2 separate regions of the Danio rerio genome follow, and region 1 is linked to region 2. Evidence: chromatin contacts called from public Micro-C data. All regions are on one chromosome and are shown on one strand. Each heading gives the region's core, a stretch centred on a gene start, on an enhancer-like site or on the middle of the called end of the contact. The rest is flanking DNA. Distances are from core to core; before and after follow the strand shown.

Region 1 (3,844 bases), core at 590-3,089, 38 kb after region 2:
CCAAACACTGCAAAATAAAGCTTCTTTAGATCATTTTCGTCTTGTTTTTTTTAGTCCAAATATCCAATAATTCTTGAATCAAGAAGCATTTTCTTGACAAAGTTATTGTTTTGTTTTCCAAAATGATGGATAAAAATAAGTGAGTTTTATCTTTAAGCATGCTAAATAATCTGCCTACAGGGTAAGATAAAAAAATGTTATTCAAAGCAAAACTTTGATTATTTAGCTTACCCCATTACCAGATTATTTAGCTTGTTTTAAGATAAAACTCACTTAAATTCCACCCATTATTCCTGAAAACAAAACAATATTTCTTTACTCATCTAAAAATGCTTCTTGATTTAAGTATTTTGGGAAATTTGCACTAAAAACAAGATTAAAATGTTTTATTTGTCATATAAAATGACAGGTTTAAATACTCAGCAAGACTAAAGCTCTAAATATTAAAGGCATTTTCTGCATTGTAATCTTGATACACAGGTTCAATGTTGCTGGGCAATGTTGCTTGGTTATTTTTCTATTAAGATTGGGCAACAGTATTGTATCTAATGTAGCCCTAATTAGTTGCTCTGTGTCTCACCCGGTTGCCCTTTTATGGCATCATTGTTCAAAACAACATTGCTGAGTAATATCTAATTTTTACATGTTAAAGAGACTGTTTACCCAAAAATATACAAGCTTAAATATTACATCAGTATGAACTAATGATGAGTTAAGTAATGATGACTGACTAATTAAGAACTGAACCTAAGGGGATAGTTCACCCCAAAACAAACACATTTAAACTCTCCTTTCATAATTCTAAATCGGTTCAATTTATTTCTTCTGTTGGACACTAAAAAAGATTTTTTGAAGAATGTTCGAAACCGGTAAACGCTGACTTCTATTGTATTTGTTTTCCTATAATGGATGTCAATGGTGACCGGTTGCGAACATTTTTTAAAATATCTTCCTTTGTGTTTAACAGAATAAACAAACTCAAAGATGTTTAGAACAAGTGAAGGGTGAGTAAATAATGACACAAGTTTAAATTTTTGGGTTAACCGTCTTTTTAATATGTAAACTTGAATATTACATCAGTATGAACTAATGATAAGTTGAGGCTCACTAATCAAGAACTGACCTTAAAGGGATAGTTCACCCCAAAACAAATGCATTTTTTATTCTCCTTTCACTTGTTTTAAACCTGTTTAATTTATTTCTTTTGAAGCCGGTAACCATTGACTTCTATTGTATTTCTTTTCACCGGTTGCGAACATTCTTCAAAATATCTCCTTTTGTGTTCAACAGCAAAAAAGAAACTCAAATGTTTGGAACCATTTGATTAAGTAGTGAGTAAATTGAAATGTTTGACCCCTTATTTTAACTGTGACATGAGTATTATGAATTCAAGTGTGATAAATTACCCCAACTTAATACATTACATTTACTGACAAACAAGCAGTAACATGCAGTCTGAGGTCCGTATTTACACATGAATTCAAAGTTCTCCTGTTAAAGTTAGCTCTTCATTAAAACATCATTAGTTCATATTAAAGTACTTTTAAATTGAGGTATTAGATTGTTAATCTACAGTTGTAAGGAGATAAGCAGTTTTGTTGCTGTGTTTGGATTGCAAATTTTAATTTTGTACATTTCTAAAAGATAATATGTTTCATTTTTAATAAGCCCAGTTGAAATTTCACCCGAGCTTCTGAGGAAACAATAAAAACTAACCAAAACCAGTTTGACAACATGTTATCTGCATGACTTTTTTTTTCTTCAGTAAAATTGCTTCCTAATCTAATTGTGCAATTATTACTTTCACATTATATATTATGTAGACACCAATCTCCGGATGTCCTATACCGGTGTCCTTAATTGATGCTGGGGCTGAAGAAGAAGATGATGATGATGCCTTGTTAAGGGTTTTATTTTGGGCTTATCAGGCTGTGCATCGGATAAACGACTTTGGGAGTTTTCAGCCCCAGGCACACACAGATCAAAAGCCGTTTCCCAAGCCGTAGAAACGCACTGAGATTAAGGGAGAGAGAGGATCGAGAGAGCTGAAGCTCATCTCCCATCTGATAATACTGCTGCCCCGGGTCGGGATGCAGAAGAGAAACCGAGGCTACAAATCACAGGATGTGTGAATAAACGCCAGCCATTTAAAGTACGTAAACACTGGAGGATTACGGCAAAGAGTGAGTATATACGACCGAATGACATTCATTATACACGTGTTGGTTATTTAAACGCGTTTAGGTAAGGTTGCAGTTCGCTTTTGCTCTGTTTAGATAGCGAGTCAGCTCCGCCGCGTGAAAGCGTCCCTCAGTCGATGGTGTAAAAACGCGAGTCCGAGGCTTCATTCTGCGGCCTTGTTAAACAGAACCCAAAAACACGAAACGAAAAGTTAACGCTTGTATTTCATAGGGTGACTTGTTAGTATTGTGTAAACTACATGCGATATTATCTGTATTAAAGTCTTTTTTTACTTAATTAAGGTGGTATTTTGAAGGACGATATATTAGCTTGGCTGGTAAGCTAACGAAACTGGGCAAAACTGTAACGTTAGTTACTCATATCTTGGTTTCACATTTAAAATAAGGCAAGTTTTTGTTTAATTCGTGTCGATAGTTAATTTACCTAATTTTAATGTGTGTTTTGGCTGTTAGTTAATGAGTGTCACCTAATGAGTTTTCATTTGTGTGTGTTATGGTTGCAACCAAATATGTATTCAAATAAGTGCAGTGCACATATATGAGGTCTAAATGTTGTCTAGGTGGCTTAAAATGTTTTTAAATGTACTGTAGGTTCATTCATAATCCACACGCACTGCAGTCATTTATATATAGTAAACTACACCTGGCTTATAAATAACAGAGCCAACATTTTTCATTAATAACCCATTCACCAAGTCACTTTTGTAATAGTTGAGACGACCATTGTAGGTCAGTGACATCCTAACATCATTATTCACTATGTTCTTGCTTGTGTTGTTCTCTGTCTTGTCAGATTTTACCTGACATCCTCATTGCCAGGTTATTGATTGAACGGGAATGCTCCAATATGTTATACATTACTCATATTGACATATAAAGCCCTTATGAAGTGAATCAGGTTGCGCTGTGAATGAAGACAGCAGGAGTAGCTGCAAGGAAAGAAGATTATGAGTGTAATGAGGCTTGTGAATGCAAGGCTCTCAAGGTCACTGTGTGGTCAGTGTGACAGCAGACCTGTGGTAAAGGGGACTTGTAAGAGATAAATAGGGTTGAATTATGTGACAAAAAAAAAAACCTGGTGGAGAATACAGGAAAGAAAAAAATAGAGACGCACCCATTCCTGATGAGTCAGAAGTTGTGACACAGGGCAGCAGAAGCATGATCAGGTTTCAACACGATGAGTGTGTACACAAATGCAGGTTTCCCAACTCATTTCTTTATGCTTCACCTCATTTATGTCAACATTCGATATGAGTTGCTAGAAAATATAAAGGAACCAGTTGATAGGGATGGAGGATATCTTATCATTTGCAATATATAGGTAAAAATTCTGCCCAAGATAAAAGTTAGACATGATAATATTAATGATAAAGTCTACGATTAATATGTGCAATGATTTCTAACAGTAGCACATGTCTAATACAGTTTTACATTCATGAGGCTGTTTCAGGGTGTCTGCGGGCTCTTAAAGACTTAATGTCTTTAAATCTCAAACTTTTAGGTCCTAAAAAGTCGTAAATTTGCAGAAATATTGTGTTGTGGGTCTTGCATCTTTTTTTAAACAGGTCTTAATTTTCCTTTGTTCATATATAGCTACTCAATCTGGCCGTCACTAACGTTCCACCTTAATAAAACGTATAATT
Region 2 (3,839 bases), core at 992-3,491:
GATGATGGTGTCAAGCTTTTGGAAGTTTCTGATTGGCTAATTGACAACATTTGAGTTAATTAGAGGCACAACTGTAGAATAGTATTTAAGGAAAACCTCAAACACACTGCTTCCTTGTGTGACAACATGGGAAAATCAACAAGCCAGAATCAACAAAAAAGCAGATTACAATTTGCTAAATTACACTGGGAAAAAAGACTAATTCTTGGAGACGTGTCCTGTGCTCTGATGGAGCTAATATTGAACTGTTTGGCCATAATGACCAGTGTTATATTTGGAGGACAAAGGGGAACGCTTACAAGCCTAGCAACACCATCCCAACTGTGAAGTATGGGGGCGGCAGCATCATGTTGTGGGGCTGTTTTGCTGCAGGAGGGACTGGTCCACTTCACAGCATAGATGGCATCATGAAGAAAGACCATTATGTAGAAATACTGAAGAAACATCTCAAGACATCAGCCAGGAAATTAAAACTTGGCCACAAATGGGTCTTCCAAACAGACCATGACCCGAAGCATACTGCCAAATTAGTTAAAATGTGCTTAAAGGACAACAGAGTGAATGTTTTGAAGAGATGATCCCAATGTTTCCACATTCCCGGACCAGGCCGTGGCAAACCACTGGCTTGCTTGGTTCTGGACTTGTAGAGCTGCACATTGATGGATTGGCTCTCTCAGCAGTGAATATAGTTTGGACTCTCAGCAATGAATATTAAACCACACTGAACTGAACTAAACTGAACTTAAACCCTGAAAACTGGTCTGACACGGTTTTAATTCACTATGATCTTCTATGTGAAGCTGCTCTGACACCATCTACATTGTAAAAGCGCTATAGAAATAAAGATGAATTGAATTGAATACCCTGGAGTTTTCGTGCCGTTGAAAACAAAGAGTTTTAAAAACACTGAAGAAGTTGTTTAAAATGCTGGTACTGTTGTCAGTGTAGATGAGGATAACGGAGGTGTGACTGCTGACACTGAAAAAAAATGTTCATTGGATTTACTACATTATTATGGTAGGTGGTTGCTAACAATTTATATGGGCTGAATTTTAACAAACAAATTAAGTTGAAGACATTTATTTTGTTTAAATCCAGCTGATATAAATAGTTTGCAACCACTTACCTTAAATACCACTTAGTAAATCCAATGATTTTTTTCAGTGATGACCTTCTGTGTAGATTTCCATCCATCAAAATCTACTTTGAAGCACTGTTTAGTCGATGTTTCTTCACCCTCTCTCTGTCTCCTCCACTCCCTGCAGATGTTTCCTCGCATATGATTGGCTACTCACCTCCTCTTTAATGCTGGCCACCTCCTTCATCTCCTCCTCCACATCCTCTCCTCCTCCAGTGTTGAGACGGGCACGAAACCCTCCTCCAGCCCGCTCCTCCCACGCTCCCCCCGGCTTGCCTCCTGAGAAACAGACGGGAGGGGGAAGGAGGAGAGGAGAACAGGAGGGGGAGGGAGGAATGCAAAAGGAGGAGGAGAGGAAGGAGAAAGAAACATGAGAACTGAGGAGCAGGTCGCCATGATGGTTCTCGATAAAACAGCAGCATCACCCGCTGGATCTTACTTTGGAGATCCGCTTTGCGCGCTTTACGCACGGCGGTGTCCTCCGCGCCGAGCAGCCCCGCCGCGCGCCGACCGGCCGCCCAGCCCATGCCGTATTTGCGCTCATTCCTCAGTTTATTCTCAGTCAACCTCAGTCTCAATTTAAGAGCTTCGTTCTCTTTTCTGTTCAGGGAGATTTCCACCAGGTAGTCGTTGACTGTGTCCTGGAAGAGTTTGGTGATCTCGCACACTGACGCGCGGACCAGACTGTCCATAACCGCGGTCAGGTGCGCTTGGAAGGTTTTAACCGACTCCGCCATGGTTTCACAACTATTCACGTATAATAAATAAAGTTATGACTAACAAAATCCCCGTTTTTACGCCATATATGTCAGCAATGGTCAGACTTCATATTTAATATGCACGCTTCGCTATTACACCGAGTAAAATATACACAAATAATCTGACATCACCGACTGTCACCCAACTTTGTAGCGCTCAGCCAGTGGAGTGAAGCCCGTTCTTCTGTCCGCTGTCTTTAAGATCGCAGAAAGAGAGCCTTTAGAGGATGATATTCCACCTCAGGTGGTCTCGTAAATGTGGTCGTAGTTTAGAAAAGATTCTCGCTGATGTTTTACAGGTGCGTTATCACAATTCCACCGAGTCTCGACCACCCCTCTCAACTCTAGAGGTTTTAATTCTCGCCTACAATATTATTTCCGGATGTCGCGTTCTGCGCATGCGCAGGAGCTACCGTAATTACTCGAACATAACTGTCAAGGTGTTAACTGGTTAGCATGGGGTTTGGTTTAAATGCAAATACTGAATACAAAACAAAAAAAAGTACTATAATGTCATATCAATAATATGTGTTTGCTGTTTTCATGTGAAGTCTGCTGTTGTGATGCTTATTGTAACACAATTTGAGCTGCATAACTTGTTAGAAATGTGCTACACTACAAATATAAATTTTCCTTAAACTTAGTCCCTTTATTTATGAGGGATCACCACAGCGGAATGAACCGCCAACGTATCCAGCATATATTTTACATAGTAGATACCCCTGCAGCCCCAACCCATCACTGGGAAACACCCATACACACTCATTCACACCCATACACTACGGCCAATTTAGTTTATGCAATTCCCCTATAGTGCAATTCCCCTATAGCGCATGTGTTTGGACTGTGGGGGAAACCGGAGCACCCGGAGGAAACCCACACCAATACGGGGAGAACATGCAAACTCCATACAGAAATGCTAACCGACCCAGCTAGGACTCGAACCAGCGACCTTCTTGCTGTGAGGCGACATGCAGTGCTAACCACTGAGCCACCATGCCACCCACTAAAAATATATTTATTATAATAACGTAGTTTCAGGAGCTGATGAAAATAAATGTAATTAATTAATAAGCGTAACACTATATACGTAGCATATGTATGTATGTGTTAGCCATCTTGTTAATTTAATCGTAACGTATAACATATGTATATATATATTCGTTCATTTTCTTTTCAGCTTAGTCCCTTTATTAATCAGTGGTCGCCACAGCGGAATAAACTGCCAACTAATCCAGCATACGTTTTACGCAGCGGATGCCCTTCCAGCTGCAAGCCTTTACTGGGAAACACCCACGCACTCTCTTTCACACACATACACTAGCTAGAACATGCAAACTCCACACAAAAATGCCAACTCAGCTGGGGCTTGAACCAGCAACCTTCTTGCTGTGATATATATATATACATATATATATATATATATATATATATATATATATATATATATATATATATATATATATATATATATATATATATAAAATCTATCTATACATATATATATATATATCGTCAGCTTGGAATTATAAGGTTCTCTCTGCGTTCTGAATGATTTTGAGATATTGAGCTTAACAGTTTTTGCAATCTATAGCAAACAGTATGTGTGTAACATTTGCTTTTTAAATAAAAACTTTTACATCCCAAACATCCCATAATGTAAATAAGTTGTCATTTAATAAGCATGTCAATAACTCAATTTTTGACAAAAATTTATATATATACAGTATATATATATATATATATATATATATATATATATATATATATATATATATATATATATATATATATATATATAATTTATTTATTTATTTATTATTTTTGCAGTTGATTTGCAAATGATCTTTCATTAATATTTAGTTTCAGTTTCTGTCTTCATTAAACACTTAATCATTTATAATTTATATATTTTTAGCATTAAACTAAAATGCTATTACTAT

The links. Hi-C and Micro-C count contacts between places; a contact is called where the count stands out from the background.
Region 1: a contact with region 2 is called in a Micro-C map of caudal fin, with 2.0 times the contacts expected there. The contact joins the promoter of zdhhc5b here to the promoter of si:dkeyp-121d2.7 in region 2. A contact is called at or near these places in 1 of 18 Hi-C or Micro-C datasets (caudal fin) and 2 of 4 datasets of contacts at active chromatin or transcription factors (embryo and gastrula embryo).

What each region holds. Positions count from the first base shown.
Region 1 is chr14:53,782,952-53,786,795 of GRCz12tu, forward strand. It overlaps zdhhc5b (zDHHC palmitoyltransferase 5b), which reads left to right and starts at 1,840. Exons shown (of 11, transcript XM_073922301.1): 1 at 1,840-2,183.
Region 2 is chr14:53,744,904-53,748,742 of GRCz12tu, forward strand. si:dkeyp-121d2.7 reads right to left here and starts at 2,242. Exons shown (of 5, transcript XM_003199971.7): 1 at 1,578-2,242; 2 at 1,296-1,417. The coding sequence starts at 1,875.